Linked DNA regions of Mus musculus: regions 2, 3, 4, 5, 6 and 7 are each linked to region 1. A link is a contact called in public HiChIP or PLAC-seq data. All regions are on one chromosome and are shown on one strand. Each heading gives the region's core, a stretch centred on a gene start, on an enhancer-like site or on the middle of the called end of the contact. The rest is flanking DNA. Distances are from core to core; before and after follow the strand shown. Region 1 holds the start of Myc (myelocytomatosis oncogene). Region 2 has its middle 25 kb from the start of Gm30113. Region 3 has its middle 33 kb from the start of Gm30113. Region 4 has its middle 69 kb from the start of Gm30113. Region 5 has its middle 75 kb from the start of Gm22521. Region 6 has its middle 56 kb from the start of Gm22521. Region 7 has its middle 30 kb from the start of Gm38563.

Evidence for each region. HiChIP or PLAC-seq counts read pairs in DNA pulled down with a chosen protein or histone mark.
Region 2: an H3K4me3 HiChIP or PLAC-seq map of the SCID.adh cell line shows a contact between it and region 1, with 9 read pairs. The contact joins the enhancer-like site here to the promoter of Myc in region 1. A contact is called at or near these places in 8 of 39 promoter capture datasets (cranial neural crest, embryonic stem cells, frontonasal cranial neural crest and 3 more), 2 of 15 datasets of contacts at CTCF or cohesin (the NIH/3T3 cell line and large pre-B cells), 8 of 484 Hi-C or Micro-C datasets (the N1E-115 cell line, cranial neural crest, embryonic fibroblasts and 1 more), 24 of 115 datasets of contacts at active chromatin or transcription factors (the 230-238 cell line, the NIH/3T3 cell line, the SCID.adh cell line and 18 more) and 4 of 9 other capture datasets (adipose tissue, embryonic stem cells, liver and 1 more).
Region 3: an H3K4me3 HiChIP or PLAC-seq map of the SCID.adh cell line shows a contact between it and region 1, with 16 read pairs. The contact joins the enhancer-like site here to the promoter of Myc in region 1. A contact is called at or near these places in 11 of 39 promoter capture datasets (the 3T3-L1 cell line, the HPC-7 cell line, cranial neural crest and 6 more), 1 of 15 datasets of contacts at CTCF or cohesin (large pre-B cells), 8 of 484 Hi-C or Micro-C datasets (the CH12 cell line, bone marrow-derived macrophages, cardiomyocytes and 4 more), 21 of 115 datasets of contacts at active chromatin or transcription factors (the NIH/3T3 cell line, the SCID.adh cell line, acute myeloid leukemia and 18 more) and 1 of 9 other capture datasets (macrophages).
Region 4: an H3K4me3 HiChIP or PLAC-seq map of the SCID.adh cell line shows a contact between it and region 1, with 16 read pairs. The contact joins the enhancer-like site here to the promoter of Myc in region 1. A contact is called at or near these places in 2 of 39 promoter capture datasets (HPC-7-derived erythroid cells and embryonic stem cells), 7 of 484 Hi-C or Micro-C datasets (the HPC-7 cell line, the P5424 cell line, adipose-derived mesenchymal stem cells and 4 more), 23 of 115 datasets of contacts at active chromatin or transcription factors (the NIH/3T3 cell line, the SCID.adh cell line, SST interneurons and 19 more) and 1 of 9 other capture datasets (macrophages).
Region 5: a contact with region 1 is called in an H3K4me3 HiChIP or PLAC-seq map of the SCID.adh cell line, with 16 read pairs. The contact joins the enhancer-like site here to the promoter of Myc in region 1. A contact is called at or near these places in 3 of 39 promoter capture datasets (HPC-7-derived erythroid cells, embryonic stem cells and hematopoietic stem and progenitor cells), 2 of 15 datasets of contacts at CTCF or cohesin (the NIH/3T3 cell line and pro-B cells), 4 of 484 Hi-C or Micro-C datasets (the HPC-7 cell line, adipose-derived mesenchymal stem cells, bone marrow-derived macrophages and 1 more), 21 of 115 datasets of contacts at active chromatin or transcription factors (the NIH/3T3 cell line, the SCID.adh cell line, SST interneurons and 17 more) and 3 of 9 other capture datasets (embryonic stem cells, liver and macrophages).
Region 6: a contact with region 1 is called in an H3K4me3 HiChIP or PLAC-seq map of the SCID.adh cell line, with 21 read pairs. The contact joins the enhancer-like site here to the promoter of Myc in region 1. A contact is called at or near these places in 3 of 39 promoter capture datasets (the 3T3-L1 cell line, hippocampal neurons and pre-B cells), 15 of 115 datasets of contacts at active chromatin or transcription factors (the 230-238 cell line, CD8 T cells, the NIH/3T3 cell line and 11 more) and 2 of 9 other capture datasets (embryonic stem cells and pancreatic islet).
Region 7: a CTCF HiChIP or PLAC-seq map of the NIH/3T3 cell line shows a contact between it and region 1, with 8 read pairs. The contact joins the enhancer-like site here to the promoter of Myc in region 1. A contact is called at or near these places in 6 of 39 promoter capture datasets (the HPC-7 cell line, HPC-7-derived erythroid cells, cranial neural crest and 4 more), 3 of 15 datasets of contacts at CTCF or cohesin (the NIH/3T3 cell line and large pre-B cells), 2 of 484 Hi-C or Micro-C datasets (embryonic fibroblasts and myocytes) and 12 of 115 datasets of contacts at active chromatin or transcription factors (T-cell acute lymphoblastic leukemia, embryonic basal ganglia, embryonic forebrain and 9 more).

Annotation. Positions count from the first base shown.
Region 1 is chr15:61,983,442-61,987,000 of GRCm38.p6, forward strand. Myc (myelocytomatosis oncogene) reads left to right here and starts at 1,900. Exons shown (of 3, transcript NM_001177352.1): 1 at 1,900-2,510.
Region 2 is chr15:62,976,958-62,980,516 of GRCm38.p6, forward strand. No RefSeq gene overlaps it. Among named protein-coding and RNA genes, the nearest start is that of Gm30113, 25 kb to the left of the region's middle. Within about 2 kb of position 1,559, at least 3 of the 459 cell types and tissues checked have an H3K27ac peak or open chromatin away from gene starts, as enhancers often do. A contact at or near this core is called in the SCID.adh cell line, where this site is marked.
Region 3 is chr15:62,918,940-62,922,498 of GRCm38.p6, forward strand. No RefSeq gene overlaps it. Among named protein-coding and RNA genes, the nearest start is that of Gm30113, 33 kb to the right of the region's middle. Within about 2 kb of position 1,937, at least 29 of the 459 cell types and tissues checked have an H3K27ac peak or open chromatin away from gene starts, as enhancers often do. A contact at or near this core is called in the NIH/3T3 cell line, the SCID.adh cell line and uterus, where this site is marked.
Region 4 is chr15:62,883,115-62,886,673 of GRCm38.p6, forward strand. No RefSeq gene overlaps it. Among named protein-coding and RNA genes, the nearest start is that of Gm30113, 69 kb to the right of the region's middle. Within about 2 kb of position 1,982, at least 14 of the 459 cell types and tissues checked have an H3K27ac peak or open chromatin away from gene starts, as enhancers often do. A contact at or near this core is called in the P5424 cell line, the SCID.adh cell line, T-cell acute lymphoblastic leukemia and 1 more, where this site is marked.
Region 5 is chr15:62,866,307-62,869,865 of GRCm38.p6, forward strand. No RefSeq gene overlaps it. Among named protein-coding and RNA genes, the nearest start is that of Gm22521, 75 kb to the left of the region's middle. Within about 2 kb of position 1,780, at least 1 of the 459 cell types and tissues checked has an H3K27ac peak or open chromatin away from gene starts, as enhancers often do. A contact at or near this core is called in the SCID.adh cell line, where this site is marked.
Region 6 is chr15:62,847,502-62,851,060 of GRCm38.p6, forward strand. No RefSeq gene overlaps it. Among named protein-coding and RNA genes, the nearest start is that of Gm22521, 56 kb to the left of the region's middle. Within about 2 kb of position 1,985, at least 4 of the 459 cell types and tissues checked have an H3K27ac peak or open chromatin away from gene starts, as enhancers often do. A contact at or near this core is called in the SCID.adh cell line, where this site is marked.
Region 7 is chr15:61,125,774-61,129,332 of GRCm38.p6, forward strand. No RefSeq gene overlaps it. Among named protein-coding and RNA genes, the nearest start is that of Gm38563, 30 kb to the right of the region's middle. Within about 2 kb of position 1,553, at least 30 of the 459 cell types and tissues checked have an H3K27ac peak or open chromatin away from gene starts, as enhancers often do. A contact at or near this core is called in the NIH/3T3 cell line, embryonic fibroblasts, myocytes and 1 more, where this site is marked.

The sequences.
Region 1 (3,559 bases), core at 650-3,149:
CACACTTACTTTACTTTCACAAATCCGAGAGCCACAACCCGGGTGGTGGGGGGTGAGGGGGCGGGGAAAGAGTCTCTGCAGCAAAACGCAGACTAGGGATTGGTGGCTCTTGGTGTTTGAGGCAAAATCCTAGAGGCTGTAGTCATTTTGCAATCCTTAAAGCTGAATTGTGCAATGAGCTCGATGAAGGAAGATACTATCATTCAACAGCTGAATCCTAAATTGCAAACTCAGTGGCTAATAACAACTTTGAACAATGAGCACCTTATACACGCTACTGTATTTTCTTTTCTTTCTTTTTTTTTTTTTTTTTTTTTTTTAAACCGGGTAGCAGTGAGAGAGGTTTCTTTAAGTGCCTTGGGGCGAGGAGTCCGGAATAAGAAGACTTCTTTGGGTTTTAAAGTGTAGGATAAGCAAATCCCGAGGGAATATGCATTATATAATAAATCTAGAACCAATGCACAGAGCAAAAGACTCATGTTTCTGGTTGGTTAATAAGCTAGATTATCGTGTATATATAAAGTGTGTATGTATACGTTTGGGGATTGTACAGAATGCACAGCGTAGTATTCAGGAAAAAGGAAACTGGGAAATTAATGTATAAATTAAAATCAGCTTTTAATTAGCTTAACACACACATACGAAGGCAAAAATGTAACGTTACTTTGATCTGATCAGGGCCGACTTTTTTTTTTAAGTGCATAATTACGATTCCAGTAATAAAAGGGGAAAGCTTGGGTTTGTCCTGGGAGGAAGGGGTTAACGGTTTTCTTTATTCTAGGGTCTCTGCAGGCTCCCCAGATCTGGGTTGGCAATTCACTCCTCCCCCTTTCTGGGAAGTCCGGGTTTTCCCCAACCCCCCAATTCATGGCATATTCTCGCGTCTAGCGCCTTGATTTTCCCCACCCCAGCTCCTAAACCAGAGTCTGCTGCAAACTGGCTCCACAGGGGCAAAGAGGATTTGCCTCTTGTGAAAACCGACTGTGGCCCTGGAACTGTGTGGAGGTGTATGGGGTGTAGACCGGCAGAGACTCCTCCCGGAGGAGCCGGGTAGAGCGCACCCGCCGCCACTTTACTGGACTGCGCAGGGAGACCTACAGGGGAAAGAGCCGCCTCCACACCACCCGCCGGGTGGAAGTCCGAACCGGAGGTGCTGGAGTGTGTGTGTGGGGGGGGGGGGGAATCTGCCTTTTGGCAGCAAATTGGGGGGGGGGGTCGTTCTGGAAAGAATGTGCCCAGTCAACATAACTGTACGACCAAAGGCAAAATACACAATGCCTTCCCCGCGAGATGGAGTGGCTGTTTATCCCTAAGTGGCTCTCCAAGTATACGTGGCAGTGAGTTGCTGAGCAATTTTAATAAAATTCCAGACATCGTTTTTCCTGCATAGACCTCATCTGCGGTTGATCACCCTCTATCACTCCACACACTGAGCGGGGGCTCCTAGATAACTCATTCGTTCGTCCTTCCCCCTTTCTAAATTCTGTTTTCCCCAGCCTTAGAGAGACGCCTGGCCGCCCGGGACGTGCGTGACGCGGTCCAGGGTACATGGCGTATTGTGTGGAGCGAGGCAGCTGTTCCACCTGCGGTGACTGATATACGCAGGGCAAGAACACAGTTCAGCCGAGCGCTGCGCCCGAACAACCGTACAGAAAGGGAAAGGACTAGCGCGCGAGCAAGAGAAAATGGTCGGGCGCGCAGTTAATTCATGCTGCGCTATTACTGTTTACACCCCGGAGCCGGAGTACTGGGCTGCGGGGCTGAGGCTCCTCCTCCTCTTTCCCCGGCTCCCCACTAGCCCCCCTCCCGAGTTCCCAAAGCAGAGGGCGGGGAAGCGAGAGGAGGAAAAAAAAATAGAGAGAGGTGGGGAAGGGAGAAAGAGAGATTCTCTGGCTAATCCCCGCCCACCCGCCCTTTATATTCCGGGGGTCTGCGCGGCCGAGGACCCCTGGGCTGCGCTGCTCTCAGCTGCCGGGTCCGACTCGCCTCACTCAGCTCCCCTCCTGCCTCCTGAAGGGCAGGGCTTCGCCGACGCTTGGCGGGAAAAAGAAGGGAGGGGAGGGATCCTGAGTCGCAGTATAAAAGAAGCTTTTCGGGCGTTTTTTTCTGACTCGCTGTAGTAATTCCAGCGAGAGACAGAGGGAGTGAGCGGACGGTTGGAAGAGCCGTGTGTGCAGAGCCGCGCTCCGGGGCGACCTAAGAAGGCAGCTCTGGAGTGAGAGGGGCTTTGCCTCCGAGCCTGCCGCCCACTCTCCCCAACCCTGCGACTGACCCAACATCAGCGGCCGCAACCCTCGCCGCCGCTGGGAAACTTTGCCCATTGCAGCGGGCAGACACTTCTCACTGGAACTTACAATCTGCGAGCCAGGACAGGACTCCCCAGGCTCCGGGGAGGGAATTTTTGTCTATTTGGGGACAGTGTTCTCTGCCTCTGCCCGCGATCAGCTCTCCTGAAAAGAGCTCCTCGAGCTGTTTGAAGGCTGGATTTCCTTTGGGCGTTGGAAACCCCGGTAAGCACAGATCTGGTGGTCTTTCCCTGTGTTCTTTCTGCGTCTTGAATGTAGCGGCCGGTTAGGACAGTCTTTCTTCCATTCCTGTGCTTTTGACACTTTTCTCAAGAGTAGTTGGGGTAGGCTGGGGTAGATCTGAGTCGGGGTAGAGCGACTTGTCAAGATGACAGAGGAAAGGGGAAGGGAAAAACCGGGATGCATTTTGAAGCGGGGTTCCCGAGGTTACTATGGGCTGACGCTGACCCGGCCGGTTGGACATTCTTGCTTTGCTACATTAATTGATATGTGTCCTTTGAGGGGTCAAACCGGGAGGTCGCTTCGTGGTGGCCAAAGAAAGCCCTTGGAATCCTGAGGTCTTTGGAGAAGGGATTACCTTTTGCGTTTGGGAGCGAGAAGGCTCCGTAGCTTCTGACTTACCAGTCTCTGAGAGGGCATTTAAATTTCAGCTTGGTGCATTTCTGACAGCCTGGGACCGACACGGAGGTGCGTCCCGCCCGCCAATCCCCGGCGGCGATCGCAACCCGTCCCTGAGCCTTTTAAGAAGTTGCTATTTTGGCTTTAAAAATAGTGATCGTAGTAAAATTTAAGCCTGACCCCCGCGGCACTAGGACTTGATGTTGGGCTAGCGCAGTGAGGAGAAGCAAAATTGGGACAGGGATGTGACCGATTCGTTGACTTGGGGGAAACCAGAGGGAATCCTCACATTCCTACTTGGGATCCGCGGGTATCCCTCGCGCCCCTGAATTGCTAGGAAGACTGCGGTGAGTCGTGATCTGAGCGGTTCCGTAACAGCTGCTACCCTCGGCGGGGAGAGGGAAGACGCCCTGCACCCAGTGCTGAATCGCTGCAGGGTCTCTGGTGCAGTGGCGTCGCGGTTTAGAGTGTAGAAGGGAGGTGTCTCTTATTATTTGACACCCCCTCCCCTTTTATTTCGAGAGGCTTGTGATAGCCGGAGACTGAGCTCTCTCCTCCAAGTCAGCAATCGGAAAGAAAAGCCGGCAAAGGAAGGAAGGGGGCGCGCTGGGGGTGGAGAAAGAGGAGGGCGGAGA
Region 2 (3,559 bases), core at 309-2,808, 990 kb after region 1:
CACAATATAACAAATAATATCTGGGTGAAAACATCTAGTTCATGTTTTAGGTTTACTTGTTCAGCCTTAGGAAATAACATCCAGTTTCTAATTCAGAGAGCTAAAATGTTATCTTTGAGGTTTGTGAGCAAGTAACATAATGATTACCAAATACTTTATCAAGATTTAGGTTCTATAAATGATTATTGTTTTAACTGTTTGTGATAGGTGAGTTAGGAGACAATGCACAAATCTTCACATGAGTAACTTCTGGATCTTTAAAGGCAACACCCAGGTATCTTGGTAGAGTGGCAAGTGATTAGGGATATAGACATGGTCCAGGGTTTCCTTTACTAATTAACTCACATGTTTTAAGGTGTCACCTTTAGAAAGAACAAGCACATGGAGTTAGCAAACTTTGCTACAATTTAGTATTTTCTTAATTGTTCAGCAATTGTACATGTTTCCTTAAAACAACTGGAATCCGGTGCCCAGAGGAAAAAGGCTATACCTATGAGGTAGGGCTATCTGTTGTCTCTTGCCATGAAAAACAAAAACAAAAAACAAAAAACAAAAAACAAAAAACAAAAAACAAAAGACAAAAAACCCTGATCTTAGCAAGTCAAAACAGCACCTGTTCAGAATCTCACTGGACTGCAGGTAAGAAATCCTAGGTAACATAACTAGACTCTCTGCACAGTGTCTCAGAAGGCAGAGAGGTGTCATCTCACCATGTGGACCTTAGGTTCTCCTTCCAACCTCATTCCTGGAAGAACTGAAACCTTGGTGACTGTCAGATTGAGGGCTCTTTTTCTTTACTCTCAGTAAAGCTTTTCTCCCAGCTTATAGAGGCTTACTCAAGTCTTTAAACCTATCCCTTCCATGTTTAACATCAAGAGTGGTAGACTTCTTCTCACAGTTAGTTATCTTGGGCTTGCTCTGTTGCCACCAGCGATTAAGATCTTTTAATAGGACCTGAACTAAGAAAAGTATATTCAAGATAGAGAGAATGAAAGGGCGCATGCTTAAAGCAGGGAAGAGTTGCAATGGAACCTGAGAGGGAGATCACATCTTTTATTTAGATCAGTTTGTTACATAAGCTGACCGATTAAGAACTTACTATTTTTAAGTTGGATTTTTCGTTTTGGTGATTATTTTACAGTACTGGGAATTCGACTCAGCATCTTATGCATGTAAGGCAAGTGCTGCACTATTAAGTTGTGTAGACTCAGTCCGTCTACAGTTTAAGATAAAGAAGAACCTGAGACTTGAACAGGAAGACTTTATAGTTTTGTCATCTAGCGCCCTGTTCAACTGGATTCTCTTAACATCTAAGATCACTTTAAAATGGTAAATAAACTCTTCAAGAATTTCATACACGAATATGGGTTTCTACCATATCCACCCTCTACTCTTTCTCTCCAAGTCCTACTGGATCCAACACATATACTACATCCCTCTCTGAACGTCATGGACTCATTTCTCTTTTAAGAGCCACTGTATCCAGTGAGTACTGTACATGTCTTCATGTGTGTGTGTGTGGCCATGCACTGAAGCATGATCAGCCTTCTAAACTGATTCCTTTCTGACTAAGCATGTGAAAATGAAGAGCATGTGGACCTCATAAACATCACAGACATCATAAACAGTACAGCATGCTATGTTGGCCTGGCTTGGTCAGGAAAAGGGAGTGAACATCTCTCATTTCTTCTCTGGTGTCCTTTTCTCCAGCTAATAGCCCAGGCATCTTGTCCATGGACCAAACAACAGCTATTAGTTTTTAACATTTTGTGGGACTGTAACCATGTGAACAAATTAAACTCATATATCCTTTACCCAAAACATACTTAATAAACTACTAAGTTTCTCTTCACAGAGATCTTATTTGAATATTTGAACCTTTTAGAGACTGAGCATATGATTAATGGAATACAGGAAGACCTCGATATACTTACATATTACCACAATGCCAAGTCTCTTATGTTTTCTCCTGACTATTTGCTGCTATTGTTGTGTTTCTTAGCATCTCCTTTCCAAAGATCTTAGAGCTTAGACTAGACTGTTAAATAGAGAAATCTGGTAGATGTAAAAATAAGAGAAATCATCTCAAATAAAGCAATTTTCCATTCCATGAAGCTCAAAGCCATACAGGCCCATTGGGTGTTCATTTTTTTCCTGGCTGCTCCAATACCAATAGGCATAAAGAGGCAGAGATAAAAGACAAAGTGGGTGGGAGGAATCCAGGTACTGATAAACACCCTTTGAGGAAGGAATTCTTCTGCAATTTGATTAGGATTAGGAGATAGGAATGTTTACTGCTAAAAGGGGATGCATCAGGAAGCAATTTATTCAGGCAGAAAGGATCCAACACAACTCTTGGGCCTAAGTTTGGACTGATTCTGTCTGCAGAATACAGGGTAGCAGTTTTCAAATGTCTTGCCTAAGACCTATAGTACAAAATCTATGTTTGGTTTATATTCTGGACATAGGAACAAATGTATATTTAAGTGTGTTTTACCAAACCATATTTAGTGTGTGTGGTATGTACTAGAGGGTTTTTTTTTTCTTTTCTGTTCCAATTATTTTACATACCAGGTGAAGTCCATTTATAATTAATTGAGTCTGCCAGAGACAATTTCTTTTGTCCCTTAGCATAAAGAACATTAGACTACAAGTGGGTTCTGGAAAGCCTGTGAATTGGTTTTGAATTCTAGACTTGGTGATGTGAATTCCTGAGAAGGGAGCAGTTTGCATAACTTTTATGAGCATGTGACTGTCTAAAGAAATGGTAAATGGCTACTATCTACTTGATCAGGTAACTGCACTAAAGGAACTAGTTCTACATGAAATGTAATGTCTAAAAGCTCAGTGGTTGGGTTAAAAGATACTTTTGGCCCATTGACTCTTCCAGTAGGATTGACCACCAAGGTCATCCTTGACAACCAACAATCTTCACACCAGAAAGTATAGACAATAAAAGGTTATTGCAGTTTTTATGGTTGTGTACCTAGGAAACTGTGTGAACACATATGTGTGTCTATATGCAAAATAGTCACTAAATAGCTACATGCCTATGTGTGCATTGCTTTCAAGTATGTATGTGTGTGTGTGTATGTATGTATGTATGTATATGTTCAATATGTTACTTGGAAAGAGAGTTATAGCACATATTGGTTTTCTCATTGTCTGCTGAAAGTATCTTAAGGAAAAGAGGCTTATTTGACTCAGTTTAAAGATACAATGTATTCTATCTTAGAACACCCAGCAGGAAGAAAAACTCTACAAAACAAAAGCACAGACAGCTAGTCCCATTGTGTCTGCATCTGGGAAAAAGAAAGATGCACACTGGTCCTCGGTTATATTACCTTTGTATTCAATCTAGAATCCCTGCCCATTAGATGGTACTCACACTAAGGATGGATATATCGTATGGGTGATTTCAAATCCAGTCTCATTGTCAATGAAGTTAAACCATCAAAGGGCAATACATAAAATTAATTGAATCTTCTTTTATTTAATAACCTCTAAAGCAATTCTGCTGAACTTCTCATGAAGTGATTCTCTCAATCGTTACTGAGGC
Region 3 (3,559 bases), core at 687-3,186, 940 kb after region 1:
TCTTATTCTCATTATCATTCATATTCATTTATTCATTCATTCTCTCTCTCTCTCTCTCTCTCTCTCTCTCTCTCTCTCTCTCTCTCTCCCTCTCTCTCTCTCTCTGTAGTACCATGCAACTCATAACTGTAATACTGACCCTCTCCATTCCATACACTGCCTCAGAATTATAACTGAGACAACTTTTGGCTCAGGTTACTATGGGTGAAATATTTTATAGTATGATGAAAGTTGTACCACCTTCCTTCAAGTCTCCTCCTTTCCTTTTCTGTAGTCCTTTTAGTAAGTTCTCTCTTCTCACAAATTTTCTACAAAGCAACCAGTAGAGATGGTTTGAGCTGGACATCCAAGGTAAAAAATCTATAGCTTATAGCACCTTAGGAATAGGACAGAAAATTCTCTACACAGAGACTATTCACTTCCCCTTCTTCTCCTTGATCCTTTGGTGTTACTGATGTGAGCTGCTTTTCCTACTGTTTGACTCCAACATACACTGGCTATTTATAGACCACTTATGCAATCTGCAGGGACTTTTCCACACAGTAACACATTCCATCTGCACAAGCAGCCTGCAGAGTAATTATTATGAGCCACACTTCAAAGATGAGAGCATGCAGGAGGCTCCAAAAGGTGATGATTTGCCCCAAGATCAATGGTTCATAAATGTATAGTCATGATCTGACCTGAGAGTTTTGTGTTTTTGAACATACCATGACCTTCTCACTATGGTTACCATGAATGTGACCTACAGTAGGCATCACACACTCAACTCAATAACAGATCTGACTCTGAGAAGCAGGATATGCTTGGTTTCCAAAATGAACCTTTGACACAATCAATCTCTCTCTCTCTCTCTCTCTCTCTCTCTCTCTCTCTCTCTCTCTCTCTCTCTGACAGGATGTTCAAGCTACAGGGAAGTTGAAGCTAGGAAAGATATTTAAAAAGAAGAAATAGAAGCCACTACATCTCCAGCTGTCTTCTTAGTTGGGGAAGTAGATATAAATTGTTTGTACTGAGAATGTATTGAGTTTGTGTGTGTGTGTGTGTGTGTGTGTGTGTGTGTGTGTAATATGAAAAATGGTAAAAACACTTACACAAAGAGATGGGATGAGAAACGATGAAAGGAAGATAGACTGATCTATATCATTCCCATCCTTGCCAAGAAGAAGAGAAAAATAAACTGCTGGTGATAGAATAAAGCAAGGAATTGCTCAGAGTCACGGAGTGTGACGAACTGAAGAAAGCCAAAGCAGATCCTGGATGCTCTTATTTAGTGACTTCACTGAAGAAAGGTAGGTTTGGTCTAATCTCTCCCCATCTCACCTCAAAACTTGACCATCAGTTCGCTCTTTGAACAACTGAAAAATAAGAAGTTTCAAGGAACCCCATGAAGAAGATATGAGCTGTAGACTCAGATTGTAATGATTGAGCTAGCCCTTGTGATAGAGGCCCTTGTGATAGCAGCCCTGTGAAAGCACTGGACACACTGACTTTCTCAATGACTAATGCTAATCCTGGAAATAATGTGTTTTACTCAGTGCCCTTGATGAAGAGAAGGAAAATAAGTGCACATAGCATTCTGGCTTGGAGTTACAGGACTCGGTGTTGCCTTTTGAAGTTCATGAGGTCTCTAAGTCATGTGACTATTTAGGTGCCTTATGCATGAAGCAGGAGAGCCACTGTCTATTAGATACATCTCCTGCTCTGCCACCCTGATTTCTGGGCAAACAGCAAAGACTATGCCTCTGAAAGTATTTAGCCATGAGTCACTGAAGTCTAGAGAAAAGAAATGAGAGGCACTTAATTAGACCGCCTGACTTCAGTTCAGTTCTAGAATTTTGTTTTAGTCCTAAATTAGTGTGAGCATGTCCCTGAAGGAGCTATAAATCAGTCTCACAAATGAACTCAGCACACAGGAGAAGAAGCACAAAGAACAGCAGACTGTGAGCATGTTAGCATCTGGGCAAGCATGGACCAGACTGATTCTCCTTGGATTTCCTTATAAGGGTATGACTGACCTTAGGAATGACTGCAAAGCTTAGTTTAGCTCAGCTCAATAGACATTTATTGAGATCCACTATCCTCTAACATCTGATGTGGGATCTGGCAGTAATAGCATGAGAATAATGATAGTAGTGATTGCTCTTTATTTAGCACGTTCTACTTTTAGCCAAGCAATAACAAAAATATTAAAAGTGTTCTCTTATTTAATCATTACAACAACCCTATAATGCACATTCTGTTAATATCACAGGAGATGTAGGATTTCAGCAATTGTCTACTCAAACACATATGCCTAGAAATATAAGCAAGTCCAATTCCAATCTAGATTTGAGTTCTTAATATTACGTGTGAGGGTTTGCCAGTTTGCAAGCTGTTGACCAAAACTCATCTCTACACTTTCCAAAGCACATAGCAAGGCACCATTTCCTAGCTTGTTCTCAATTAGTTCTATTCATTTGTGCCTTCTCTCTGGTGGATCCTAAGTAGGAATGGCAATAGCATGCATGCTACAAAGACTGAGATTTACAAATGACACAGCTTTATTGCGTTCCATATCCTGGATAACAGTGAAAATCAGTGCTGATGGATAACACCGGAAACCAGGAGCCTGGTGGATTCAATCATAGCACAAAAAATATTCAGATACCGATCAGGAGCATTATCTTTGTTCTGCCACAGAAAATGGTTATACAAATTTATGAACTATCTAACATGAACAAATCATTATTTTTATCTTTGAAAAAAATAAGCCATCAGATAGTTTTCAATTGTTTATGTTTATTTGCTGTCTGGCAGCCCCAGATTTTGAAGTTAGGGACTTATTCTCACAAAATATCCTGGAATAGAGCTACATATAACTACATATGAACATGTTTTATATGCTTTTGACACATTACACACACATACACACACACACAATATATATATGTATGTACATGTATGAATATGTACACACACACACACACACACATATATATATATATATATATAATATTTGTTTGCTTGATTGCCTTTTCTTTCATTATACTATTTTATATCACTAAAACCTTAGCTCTGCCCCATTAAAAAATGGGGCTCAGAGCTAAACAAAGAATTCTCACCTGAGGAATACTGAATGGCAGAGAAGCACCTGAAAAAATGTTCAACATCCTTAATCATCAGGGAAATGCAAATCAAAACAACCCTGAAATTCCACCTCACACCAGTCAGAATGGCTAAGATCAAAAATTCAGGTGACAGCAGATGCTGGCGAGGATGTGGAGAAAGAGGAACACTCCTCCATTGTTGGTGGGATTGCAGGCTTGTACAACCACTCTGAAAATCAGTCTGGTGGTTCCTCAGAAAATTGGACATAGTACTACCGGAGGATCCAGCAATACCTCTCCTGGGCATATATCCAGAAGATGTCCCAACCGGTAAGAAGGACACATACTCCACTATGTTCGTAGCAGCCTTATTTATAATAGTCAGAAGCTGGAAAGAACCCAGATGCCCCTCAACAGCAGAATGGATACAGAAAATGTGATACATTTACACAATGTAGTACTACTCAGCT
Region 4 (3,559 bases), core at 732-3,231, 900 kb after region 1:
TACCATATCCAGGGATCCACCCCATAATCAGCTTCCAAACGCTGACACCATTGCATACACTAGCAAGATTTTGCTGAAAGGACCCAGATATAGCTGTCTCATGTGAGACTATGCCGGGGCCTAGCAAACACAGAAGTGGATGCTCACAGTCAGCTATTGGCTGGATCACAGGGCTCCCAATGGAGGAGCTAGAGAAAGTAGCCAAGGAGCTAAAGGGATCTGCAACCCTATAGGTGGAACAACATTATGAACTAACCAGTACCCCGGAGCTCTTGACTCTAGCTGCATATGTATCAAAAGATGGCCTAGTCGGCCATCACTCGAAAGAGAGGCACATTGGACACACAAACTTTATATGCCACAGTACAGGGGAACACCAGGGCCAAAAAAATGGGAATGGGTGGGTAGGGAAGTGGGGGGGGGAGGGTATGGGGGACTTTTGGGATAGCATTGGAAATGTAATTGAGGAAAATACGTAATAAAAATATATTAAAAAATGTTAAAGAAGCCAAACATGAAAAGCTACAAATTACAGGGCTGCCTTGTACTTTTTGAAAAATGCAGAAAAAAGTTGAACAAATACAAAAAGTTAAAAAAAAAAGAAAATAAATAAACAATTGTACTCCATGCAAAAGTCAAAAATGTCCAGAGAAATTCTAATGAATATACACAAAGAGTTATAAGAACAAAAGTATCAGACTGGTAAGTTAACAAACCAAGAGTTCAATATGGCATAGCAACTTGTGCAATGAATACTAGTAACCAATACCTGAGATTTAAATTGCACCTATATTTTATGGTAGCATGAAAGCATGGAATATTTTAGGACAAGTTGTGTAAAGTCAGATATGCAACCCCTGTACTCTAAAAGTTAAAAATTAACATTGAGCGGCAACTAAAAGAGACATAAGCTTGGTGGAAGCCACTGTACTGATGGATTGATACATCAATGGTCTCAGTCAAATTCCAAATTCAAGCAAGTATATACACAGTCATACAAAATTAATACTGACAATCAGAGGACCTAAAACAGGCAGCACAATTTTGTAAAAGAATAATGTCGGAAGAACACATAAAAGAATTGGTTTAAGGAGACCCCTATGGAAGAGTTACGGGAAGGAAAGAAGCAATTGAAGGTGATAGCAACTCCACAGGAAGACCAATAGTGTTAACTAACCTGAACCCTCAGTCTCTGAGCTTCCCGAGACTGAGCCACCAATCAAATAGCACACCCAGGCTTATCTGAGAGCCCTGGCACATATGTAGCGGAGGGCTGCCTTGTTAGCCCTCAATGGGTAAGGATGCATCTAATCCTGCAGAGACTTGATACCTCAGGGCAGGTGGATGCCTGAGGCAGGACACCCTCTCAGAAGTGAAGGGGAAATGGAAGAAAGAACTCTAGAAGGGGGAACCGGGAGGGGAATAACATTTGGGATGTAAAAAAATAAATTATTATTATTAATAATTAGTAATAATAGTAATAGAGGCATTCAGCCTTTCTTCTTAAAAGACCCTTCTCTGCTTTGACATAAGAGTCAAGTATCAAGACTCACTAAAAATATAGATGAGAGACTGGGTCAGCAAATTTGGCTTCTATGCAAATAAAGAAAGCAGCTGATTTTTTTTTTCATTACATAAGATTGCATTTGTCATACAAACACACAAAGCACTTCGGAGCCTCTAACTCCCATTCCTCTCTGTTCTCCCTCTCCCTGCTCCTTCTGTTAGTTGTCCTTCCTCTCCAGAGACTTTGCCTCTCTGTGTCACCTGTATGTTTCTAATTTCATGTATCTAAATACTAGAACCCCAAAATTACAGATCACACAATCCTTACCTATCTGAGGCTGATTTAATTCTCATAATTAATAGGTGAATGTGTCAGAATGCCACAAAAGAATATGAGCCCTCTTATGCTTCCTGGCCTGAAGCTCAGAGTGTGATAAATGGTCCTCAGGCTGACACACCCAGTCAACTTTGCCACAGATAGCAAAGTGACTGAGGAGAGAGTCTCCCCTTAGGGCCCTATATGAGAGTGTCACAGGACTACACACATCCTGAACAGACCTTCTATAAGTTTCTTCCTCACCTTCTACCTAAAAATGTGGAATGAAGACCCCACAGCAGTGACTGACCCATGGACACATAGCCAAGAGGTCAGCATTATCCCACCTCATACATAACTCACTTCCTCTTAGGTTCAATGAACTCTAATAAAAGACTTCTGAAGAGAAACTACTGAGTCCCAGGTTACCTTAACAGTCTCTGCCATTGTATGCTCTTGTTTTGTGAAAGTCAAGGTGATTTAGACATAGCTGCAAAACCTGCGAAGTCAGGTGGTTTCTTATCAATAGCCTTATATGGTGATGGCAGAGTCTTCCGTTTATTTTCTGTCAGCTGTGAACTGAATTGTGGCACTTTCTCAAGAACAAGGGCATGGCTTCCTGAGGTTACATAAAAGAAGTTCCTTAAGACGTACCAACTGGTCTTGCTCTCCCTTATTGTCACAGTACCATTTTTCTGAGTAAAAAATAGCATCTCTTGGTGCTCAGGCACCAACACTGCATTATCCTGTATGGCCTTAAACCTGCCATTACCTGCGTGTGTGGTTTTGAGGGGGTTTGTCTATTCTAGCTAAATTGCATTCTTGTTGCTTGTGGGCACAGGTGTCATCTGGCTCCTTATGATCTGTTGCTGTAATTAAAACCCAGTTCTTGTACTACAAACTTCCCACATTTATTTATAAACCTCAAGGAACACCCACCTCTTCATATATCTTAACACATCTGGTAGGTGAGTAAGAGAGCTTTTAGGCTTGTTCCAAAAACTAATGTACACTTATCTGATCTAGAAACTTTGTTAACATATAGCCATATCTTCTTTCAACATGTCCTGTGTTATATCAGCAGGGTGTTTTTTTCCTTCCCTCTCCTAGTCCTGAAAAGGAAATACCAGAAAGCCTCTCCTTGAAGATTGGATATACAGAAGCTTTCAGAACTTTGAGATTTCTACTTTCAATGGAGAAAATACCTCATGCCTCTTACACACTGGATTCCTCAAAGATATTCCTTTTTTTTTTTCCGTAATAAAAATGTTTATTTAGGTTTGGTCAGTACAGGTGAGATATACTGGAGTCACAGGGCAATATGCATTAACAGGACACAGCAGTTCATAAAAACTTAGTAACTATGCACACAGATTTCTTAACATTCAGTCACCTAAAGATGAATGCGTTTTATTTGGTTCCTTTTTTTTTTTAATTGCTTCAATACCTCTGCCACTTTGAAAATTGTAACAGTTAATTACTTTGAATGTTGCTAAAAGGACATTTTGTGTAGGGTCAAGTTATTTTTATATGAGTTAATGTGAAGTTGTAAATGGGAATCTATAACAATGATGTCTGTATAAATCTGTGTCTTATCTAGAACTTGTGCTGTCAGGGCACTCTTTCTCATGCTGTTGTTACTCATGCACCATTCAGACTTGTTAGAGTAGATGTGGGTTTAGGACTGCCAAGTTTGCCCAGTATAGTAGTTTTATCACTAAAAAGTTGGACTTGGAG
Region 5 (3,559 bases), core at 530-3,029, 880 kb after region 1:
TACAAATTGTAAATGGACTGATAATAATGTTAAGGAGACGGTATCTATACTTCACAATAGCTGCAATAATATAAAGTATCTTAGTGTAACTTTAATGAAGGAAGTGAGGACCTGTATAACAAGAATTTCAAGTCTCTGAAGAAAGAAACTGAAGAAGATATCAGAATATAGAAAACTTCCCATGCTCATGAATCAGTAGGATTAACATAGTGAAAATGGCCGCCTTACCAAAAGCAATCTACAGATTCAATGCAATTCCCATCAAAATTTTAACACACTACATTACAGATTTTGAAAGAATAATTCTCAAATTCATATGGAAAATAAAAAATCTGGGACAGCTAAAAACATTCCCAAACAACTAAAGATCTTCTGGAGGTATCATGACCTCATGCTGTACTACAGAGCAAGAGTAATAAAAACTGCATGATACTAGTATATAACCAGACAGGTTGATCAATGAAATTGAATTGAAGATGCTAAACTAAACCCACATACCTACGGACACTTGATTTTTGACAAAGAAACCAATCCTATACAATAGGAAAGGGAGAGCATACCAAAACTATACAATAGAAAGGGGAGAGCATCTTCAACAAATGGTGTTCATAGCCTCATTATTCCTAATACCAAAAAATAGAAACAACTCAGATGTCCCTCAACTGAAGAATGATAAAGAAAACATAGTTCATTTACACAATGAAGACTACTCAGCTATTAAAATCAAGGATATCATGAATTTTGCAGGGAAATAGTTGGAACTAGAAAATATCATCTTGAGTAATGTAATCCAGACACAAAAAGACATACATATATATCTTCACTTATATGTATTCACTTATAAGTGGATACCAGCCTGAAAGTACAGGATAAACATACTCTAATCCAAAAAACCAAAGAAACCAAATAACAAGGAAGAGCCAAGAAAGGGAGCTTGAATCTTTCTCAAAAGAGGAAATAAAATAGATATTAGAGGTGGATGGAAGAAGGGAACAGGGTTGGGGGAGGAGATGAGAAGGAGAGTAGCGTGGGGGTTCAGGGAGAACAATGGAGAAAGAACAAAACTCAGAGGTGGGTGCAGGGGGCAGTCATCTCTAAGACAGAGACATGAGATCAGGAAGGAAAAGTGGTAAGCACATCTATGAGGGTGACTGTAGCTAAGACCCCTAGCAATGGGGGATTTGGAGCCTGAAGTAACCATCTCCTCTAGCCAGGCAGGACTCCCAATGGAGGGGTAAAGACAACAAAAAACACTCCCACAAAACCTTCATCTCAATATAAGTCCTGCCTATAAGCTATGCAAGGGACAAAGATGGAGAATAGACTGAGGAAATGGCCAACCAATGACTGGGCCAAATTAATACCCATCCCATGGGCAAGAACCAGTTCCTGACACTATGTATGAATGATAGTCTCTTATGCTTGCAAACAGGAACCTAACATGACTGTTCTCTGAAAGGCTCTATGCAGCAGGGGACTGAAACAAATGCAGAGACCCATAGCCAAACATTAGATAGAGATCAGAGAGTCTTGAAGAAGAATTGGGAGGATTGAGGAACATGAAGAGGATATGGACTACACAGGAAGGCCAACACAGGCAACTAACATGGACTATTAGGGGCTTCCAGAGACTGGACTACCAACCAAAGAGCAACCATGGGCTTGACCTAAGCCCCCTTGCACATATGTAGTAGATGTGCAGCTTGGTCTTTATGAAGGTCCTTCAACAAATGAATCAGTGGCTGTGTCTGAATCTGTTGCTTGCCTGTGGATCTGTTCCCCTAACTGGTCCAATAGGTCTGTCCTCAGGGGGAGAGGATACATCTAGTCCTGCAGTGACCTGATGAGTACGGATGGGGTGATATATATGGTGGTTCCCCATTCTCAAAGGAGAAAGGGAGGGTGGATAAGGGAGGAACTGTGTGAGGGGTACTGGAAGGAGGGGTGGCTGATATTGGGGTATCAAAAGTGTGCAAAAGTGAAAGTAAAGATATTCTTCAAGAAGGGAAGCAATCACAGACAGAAGAAGCAAAAAGTAGATCATTTAAGTTCATTGTAAAATACAGACCCCAGTGCACTGAGCAACAAAGATGTTTTTAAACAGCAAATATGCCTTTACTAAAAATCAACTATATCACAGGCCATAGACCTAGTCTCAAAAAAAAAGGCAGATTTTAATTACACAGGGTAGTCACTGGAATTGAAAAAATTAAGCTATAAATTAATAACAGAAAGTCACAATTATATGAACTTCTCATGAGAGTCACAGCAGACATTAATAGCTATACTACCTATTCTGAACTCAGAATTATTTTATAGAGGAATTATTGTATAGAAGAGCGAATTACTATGATAAGACCAAAAAGCAATATATGCAATAAACCAGAAAATAAAGTGTCTTTATGAGCTCGAAATGTAAGCAACACAAGAAGAAGAGTAAGTAGCTAATGAAGGCATCAGGTACACACCTGGTGCATAAATATACATGCAAGTCAACACTCATACACATAAGCTCATAAAAAAAAAACTCAAATCTCAGTAGAGTTGCAATAAAGAAAGTTGTAACCAGAAGAGGGCATTGGAGATACCCTAGAACTGAAGTTACAGTTGTGAGCTAATAGGCGGGTACCAGAAATTGAACCTTGGATTTCTGAAAGATCAGCTTGTGCCCATAACCACTGAGCCATCTCCCTAGTCCTCTACAGATATTTTTTAAATTAATGTATTTTTAAAGTTATCAGGTATCCAAATATGACATGTTGCACATGTAAACTCTGTGACTAAGAGAGGGAAAAGTAGGAAAGTTACATCAATCTACAAACATATATGGAGTTTCTCAAGAAGTCTATAATTCCTAGCAAGAAGGTCAGAAATTGACAAGTGAAGTTCATAATTTTTCAGTTATAAAATCAAAAACCAGCAAAGGGAAAGTAAATGTATTGAAAAGGAAGGTGATCTAAATTTAATTATGAAATTCACACAGCCTGGTGTTACCTAAAAAGGGAGTCTCAGTTAAGTGTTGGCCAGGTCAGATTGGCCTTTGGCATATCTGTGGGGGATTGTCTTGACTATTAATTACTCTACAAAGGCACAGTCTACTGCAGACATCATCATTCCTTGGTAAGATAGTCTTGATCTGTATAAGAAAGCTAGTTAAGCATGAGTCTTTGAGTAAGTTAGCAAGAAACATTACTCCATAATTTCGGATTCAAATTCTTGCTTGAGTTTCTGAGTTGACTTTTTTTTTCCACTGGTGAAATATGATGTGGAAGTGTAAGTCAAATGAAAGAAATAATTTGCTTTTGGTCACAGTGTTTGCCACAGGAACCAAATGAGACTAGAACAAAAACCTATATAATGTAAGCAATGAGACAGAGACCAAGTTCTAGTCATCCCTAATTTGGTCCAATAAGAATAATGCACTTCTGAACTCTAGCAGGGTAGGATCATCAATTTACACTGGTTTTTTTGTTTGTTTGTTTGTTTTCTTTTTCTTTTTTTTTTAATTTAAATATTTTTTTTATTACGTATTTTCCTCAATTACATTTCCAATGCTATC
Region 6 (3,559 bases), core at 735-3,234, 860 kb after region 1:
ATTTTTCAAGAATGTATGATTAAATGGTATATATGTTATTTTCAACATTGAAGTCTTTCTTCCATAAAGTCTTGCTTTACCTAAAAGATATGACTTGAAATTCTAAAGAGGTGAAATTTCAATATTAGAATTTATATTTTTATGGAAAGTAATGAGTCAACAATGAAGAGATAGTATTGTTGAAATAGCAATAGTGTCTCTGGGCATTGAGCACCTTAAACAGTTCTCTTTTAAACCTTTCGCTACCACTGTCATTTCAGACTTTCAAGATCTTATTTCAGGTCTCTGTAAGCATTTTGGGAGTCATTAAGTCATTCATTTTCTGTGTGAGAATCTTTCTGTCAAAGCCTGGTGCAAAAAATAATATTTTTATACTACATACAGGTAAGAAACTTATTCAAGGACAGTAAGCTTAAATTCCTTCAAGATTACCTTTAGTACTTATCTGAACCTTATTCCTTACATCCCGACAAAAACACGCACACAATCACACTTTGCTACTAGAATATAGTATTTTATAGAAGCAAAACTAATCATTAAGTATTTCTACTTGGCATCATATCTCCTCTAGTTTCTTAAGTTTTATTCAGTTATTTAATTGCCTAGGCCAAAGCTTGAATGTTTCTATTTTAATATACTTTTGATCAAATAATAAATTATATTTGCTCTAGCTTCAAAATTCATTGAGAATCTATCTACATTGACTGCCACTAATTTTAAAACTATATACCATAGTCTATGTCATTATTTTCCAAACTGTTTTAACCAAGGACTATGAGGACATACCTCAAATCTTTGACCCTGAAGTATAACTTTAAATAGATCTCTTCATATTACAAATTAAATAGTTGAGCTAAAAGACTATTACTGCTTAATTTGACTGTATTTTTATGGTTGACATGGGAATTTCCTTGGGAAAAATGCTTTAACGTTTTTACTGAAGATTTCATTAAAAAGTGAATAATGACATTATTGTACAAAATGGCTGTCAATAGTATGTTCTCTCCCAATAGAACACCGTAAAAACCTCTGGCACTTCTATTCACTACTGGAAAAACTGTAAAGACTATGGATCAAGAATCATAACTTTTTAAATCATGGTAATGTTTTCACTTCCTAATATTTAAACTTGTGAAGAGTTTTCACCTCTAACTGGCTAACTGCAAACTATCAGAGATAAATATTATGAGGATTTGATAGGAAATCTAAAGAAACGTCCTATTTTGTGTGTGTGTGCGTGTGGGTATTTGTGTGGGTGTGGGTGTGGGTGTGCGTGTGCGTGTGCCATTGATACTGTCCTATGAGAAAGGATGAAAACCTAAATCAATAACTAGAGGATTTCATTACACCTAACTCTAAAATATTTCTTACATAGCATTCCAGGGTCATTTGTAGTCTACTCCAGTGTTGGTCAAGATGCCTACTAGCAATTCCTGACTTAAAGGCATGTCATTGAGAAAAGTGTAAGCAAAGAGACAGGGTTAACACACAATAGCAACAACTAAACAAAAACAAAAATCAGGTCAATTATCTATACTCTGTGACAATGAAAGGAAGTAAGATCAACATAAGAATTTGAGTTACTGTGTCTAAGAAATGTTATGGGCTTTGGTGACAGAAAGGACATTTCCTGTAGCATAGTGAATTTTAATTATACACTGCCCTAAGTCATGCACTATTGCTTTTTTTTACCTTTCTTCATACCTTAGCAACAACGGAGGCTACTGATCTTGCTTTCTGACTGGCAAGGACCCAACAAGGTATGAGATCAAACCGTAGTTAATGCATAAGTGACTCTAGGTAGTGCTCTGACTTAAAAAAGGTGGCTTTTGTCCCTAAGCCCTAGCCTCAAGGATCCTGATAGAAACAATTAAGAAATATGTCTCTTGGCACCTTGCCTGGAGAGTGTAGTAGAGTTGGAACTAGTGACTTGGGTAAAGGAGAGCCAGCTTTGAGGGCATGAAAGTGGGAGAGCTGGCTTGACCTCTAGCTGGGATAGAGCTGGAGAGCTGGCCTTGGTGGTGTGAGTGTGGGAAATCTGACCTAGATGCCATGAGCACTGGAGAGCCAATCTTACCCCTTGCCAGTTGCCACAAGCAGGAGAGCTGGCCCTGTCCTTCACTTGAGCAAAGTAGGAGAGCTGGCATGGTGCCACCAACCAGGTCTAAGTTCAGCACTTCAGTTGGCCTAACCCTAGCATTTACTCATCTTTGAAGTGCTAGAGCTCATGAAGGGGCCAGTACTACAGAACCAAAGCTACAGGATCTCCATGGCACAGTAAAACAACAGGATATTTGAGAGGAATTCACATGAAGATCCAGTAATGATAGAGTTTCTGAAACCAGAGGCTTTGAATCAGAACAATGACTCACTGTAATGAACATTTGCAAGTAAAGCTATTTGGGCAAAAGGGTTTGACACACCACAGATTCTATAGCAATGTGGTTTTTGTTTATTATTATTATTATTATTATTATTATTATTATTATTATTATTATTATTTAGAGAGGTTGCAAAGGAGGAGGGTGGCTTTAGAGGGACAGAGAGATGAGTAGTTTGGGATGGATGTTGCAAAACTCACAAAGACTCAATAAAAACTAAAAAAGAAAAAAAGGAAAAAGAAAAACAGCCATCATACCTGAACAAGTAGCTTTTGGCCAATGACACACAAGAGGCTGGACTATGCCACAAGTAATGTGACTTTTATTTTCCCTTCCTATATGTACAAACAGTTCTAAAACACAGCATTAGTCAATAGACTCTTTGAAGTCAGTTATATTTGTTACAAAGCAGTGGCTGCTAGGCAGATGCCAGCAAGAGCCTGCTGATAGGAGCCTGATATAGCTGTCTCCTGCAAGGCTCTGCCAGTGCCTGGCAAATACAGAAGTGGATGTTCACAGTCATCCATTGGACGGTGCACAAGGTCTCCAATGAAGGAGCCAGAGAAATACCCAGGGTGCTGAAGGGGACTGAAGCCCCATAGGAGGAAGATCAATATGAACTAACCAGTACCTTCAGAGCTCCTTGGAACTATACCACCAATCAAAGAAAACACATGGTGGGACTCATGGCTCCAGCTGCATATGTAGCAGAGGATGGCCTAGTCGGTTATCAATGGGAGGAGAGGTCCTTGGTTCTGTGAAGGCTCTAGGCCCCAGTATATGGGAATGTCAGGACCAGGAATGGGAGTGGGTGGACTGGGGAGTAGGGGGAGCAGGAAGGGGATAGGGGATTTTTCTGAGGGGAAACTAGGAAAGGGGATAACATTTGAAATGTAAATAAAGAAAATATATAATTTTTTAAAAAAAGCAGTGGCTGGTTTGGTGATACATCACTGAGTTTGTTCTCCTTCTGTTTCTATCAGTTCCTTTCTCCCTCACCCATTTCCTTCTTGCTTGCTAACTAAGAATTAGAAATATCAGACAGCTATCCATGTGGGTCCCATTGTTTTCTTTACATTTAACTAGGTCAGAGTCAAATTTCTTTCATTCATTTTATCAAGCAACATAAAACAAATCATGTTTTAAGTAGTCCCTGCATATAGATACTGTATAACAAA
Region 7 (3,559 bases), core at 303-2,802, 860 kb before region 1:
TTTAATGTTCTCCAGTTATTTTGGGAAGACTTAAAACAGGATTGCCTAACCCAGCACCATATGAATGACAAAGTCTGTAGCTAATGCCCCCAGTGCCTTGCTCTCTAGAAAACAGTGGGTTTGCACACACAGGCCTCCTTTGATTTCGTACTGTTCTCTGTATGACTTGTCTAACATCAACCATTCTTTAGCTTTGGGAAGAAAGACACTTCAAGAGACTGTTGACATGACTGGTGGCCTTTCACATCCAATCAAAGGAGTTTATAATCAAAAAAGAGGTAAAAGGAAGAGACCACTGCTCCCTACCCAAACTAGGACAAATCACACAGGTATGGGCTAAAATCCCCAGACTTTCACTTTGTCTGGAAACCGGGATACTGACCCTGTTATTTCTCCCAGAGTCACATTCTCAGATGTGCCGACATAATGGGGATCTCCAGGGCTTGTTCCCCACCTCCCTGAGAATGCTACCAGAATTCCCTTCTGCTAAACCTCATATACCTATCATGTCTGTTGTCACTTGTCTCATGTTTGTCTTTCACTTAGAAACAAAGTCACAGAACGCTTAGAGCATGCATCTTGGAGCAAATGTGTTCAAGGTTCAAGCTTCTACTATTCCCTTACTTTACTTGGTCATTCAGACTTAATACAACATACATGACCATCTGTGTAGGCCTCATGATGCATGGAAACCTCCAAACAAAAGTTATTAGCTGTGGTTATAATGCTTTAACTGAATGAATGGAAGTGGGCTGACTGAGTTCAATTTTTTTGACATTTTTGTTACATGGCTCCATAGGTAGCCACCATAGCCTTAGTCTTCAGTGGCTATAAATTTGGAATAATCACGATGTCTATTTTGGAGAAGCTGGTATGGAAGTGGTGGAGAGAAAGTGAATAGTTTTGCCCCTGATCTCAGAAGGCTTTCAGTAGAACCAACTCTCCACTTTCAGCACTTAGTCTGAGGCTGACATCTAGTAGGAACTGTTAGAGTTATAGATTCTAACTTTCTTGCCTAATAATTCCCTTCACACTCACCTCTCCAAACAGATGCACATACACACACATGCCATAGCCTCTTACCACTTACATACACGTCTCATATACACACATACCTCCCACAACACATGATGTTCACCAGACCACATTTTCCATATATACTATGCATTGTGTATCTTCTGAACACCCACATACACATACTATAGACAAAAGCACCACATATATCATACACACTATATACATATGAACAAACACCATTCAATACACACATCGATGAATCACAACCACAAGACATACTTCCACAGATATATACAATATGCAAACATAGCACTCACAACATAGGTACACAACTAAGATACTGGACACACATATAGTCTACTCATACACACACACACACACACACACAGAGAGAGAGAGAGAGAGAGAGAGAGAGAGAGAGAGAGAGAGAGAGATTTCTCTCAGCTACTCAGCTGAGCCTAGAGGAACTGTGCACTGTGCAGGTTTCATGATACAATGATTCAGCTTGCAGGCCTGTTGCTGCAGGCAGGAGGTTTCCCATCAGCTGTAGCCACCTCCCTGGAAAGGCATGTGGGAAGAATTCCAAATTCATAGTTTAGCCTGAGGAAAAGGGTGTGGAGTTATGATATTTTCCCTTTACAGATTGTTAAATAACATGGGCCTAAGCCAATACATCATTTCTCCAAGTTGAGGTATAGGTGAGGCTGTTTACCCTTTCTGAAGTTCTGCAGAGCTCTAATGAATTCTGTGTCATCATTTGCTACATTTCCTCTAGAGCAAGGAGCTATGAGCAAAAGTCATCATAGCCACAGGGTCCCACTGCGAGTTGTGCTCTGGATAATCTCTCTCATTCAGGGGTCTTAAAGCATTTCCCATTTTTAAGATACCTAGCCATGGCCCTCAACACATGGACCTCAGTCCAACTGAAATTAGCATCAGGCATTTGCCTTGTTCTGGTGAAGATCTAGAGAGTCAAATTTGGAAGAGCAAGTTTGATGGTTCTGATACAGACGGAAACACAAACAACACTCAGGGAAATCCCAGATTTCCTTGGTTCCTGGGTGGAAAAACTCACCCTCAGTCATTTAAAACCATCTGAGGCAGGGAGTTGACAGCACGGCGAGAACCAGGCCTCATGTCTTCCTGCAGTGGGTCTACTGTTTTTCAAGTATTTTAGTCCAAGTCACTGATTTTTCTTCCTTTTAGATCACTAAGAACTTTAGATACACTCAGGTAGAAGCAGTAGAAATCATTGAGCTTTCCTCCAAGGGCAAATGGATTCTCCTGGGGAGCCAGTACCCCTGAGGGAGTCAGTTTTGCCTATAGAAGTAATTTATTTTATGTCAAGTCTACTGGCTAGCACCAATTCTCAGCCAAGCTGGACAACTTCCAGCTGCAGAGGCTTAAGAAGGAAGGATTGAATTTCCGTGTCAGGTTCCCTTGTGCCTTACTGTTCAGAAACCAAACTTCTCCAAAGAAAGGCACCTCAAAAGTTCATCGACTTTCTGGAAAGGCAGATCTGTTGTCAGAAATTGCAAGCCCTAACTCTGGCCCATGATCTGTTTTATAAATAAAGTTTTATGGGAAAAAAAGTCCAGCAATTCATTTATGTATTTTCTTATGTTGTATGTGTGCAAAAATGGCAGAGTTGCAACATAGACCATACAACTGAAACATCTTCAAATACTTACCATCTGCATTTTAATGGGAAATATTTGTTAATATTGGCTTAGATTGTTGCTTGGGATAATTCTGGGGGCCTTGAAACATATAATTGAATTGATCAGCCAAAAGAAAGTAACATAAACTACTATGCTGAATAGCACATCATGTTGGTATGATCACAGAATTGTAAAGACTCTGGGAAACTGTCTTGGTCACTTCTGAGACTTATTTAGTAGATGGTTAATCTTTTCATTAGATGTAATGAATAGTGTTTTATTTCAAGGATTCTGTTGGAGGATGTATTAAATATACACTAAGTCAGGTCTTTATTAAGCACCAGGCATTTCTTACATACTGTGTCCTTCCTCTTTCTAACCTAGTATTACATATGGTTGGCTTTGAGCCATGATTACATACAGAGCTTTCCTTTCTGGATCTAGCACCTTGATGAAAACAGGGATGGAAAGCTAGGCTCAGGACTGAGAGATATGTCCAGACACAGATCCTATTGTTGTTGCCTAGCAACAATTTGAGAGGAGACATTGAGATTCAAAAGGCCCGAGGACTTGGCACAAGATGACTTGTGAGCCATTACTGAGAAATGGTCCCTCAGTTACTCTCTTCATTGAACCTCTCAATTTCACACATACTTGTTCATTCACATTCCCTTTGGCCATCCAAATAATTTGTGCTACGTGAAGGGATTTGGTTTATAAACTCCTCAACAAAGAATTTTTACTGGGAGACAAGAGCACTATGTAACAAGAGGCTATCATCATTATATGTGATATTGCAGGAGATATAATTTCCAATATGGTTTTACACATTGAGTAGAGAAATCTTACATTATTCCCCTGGGTTTTGGAAGTAAGGCACA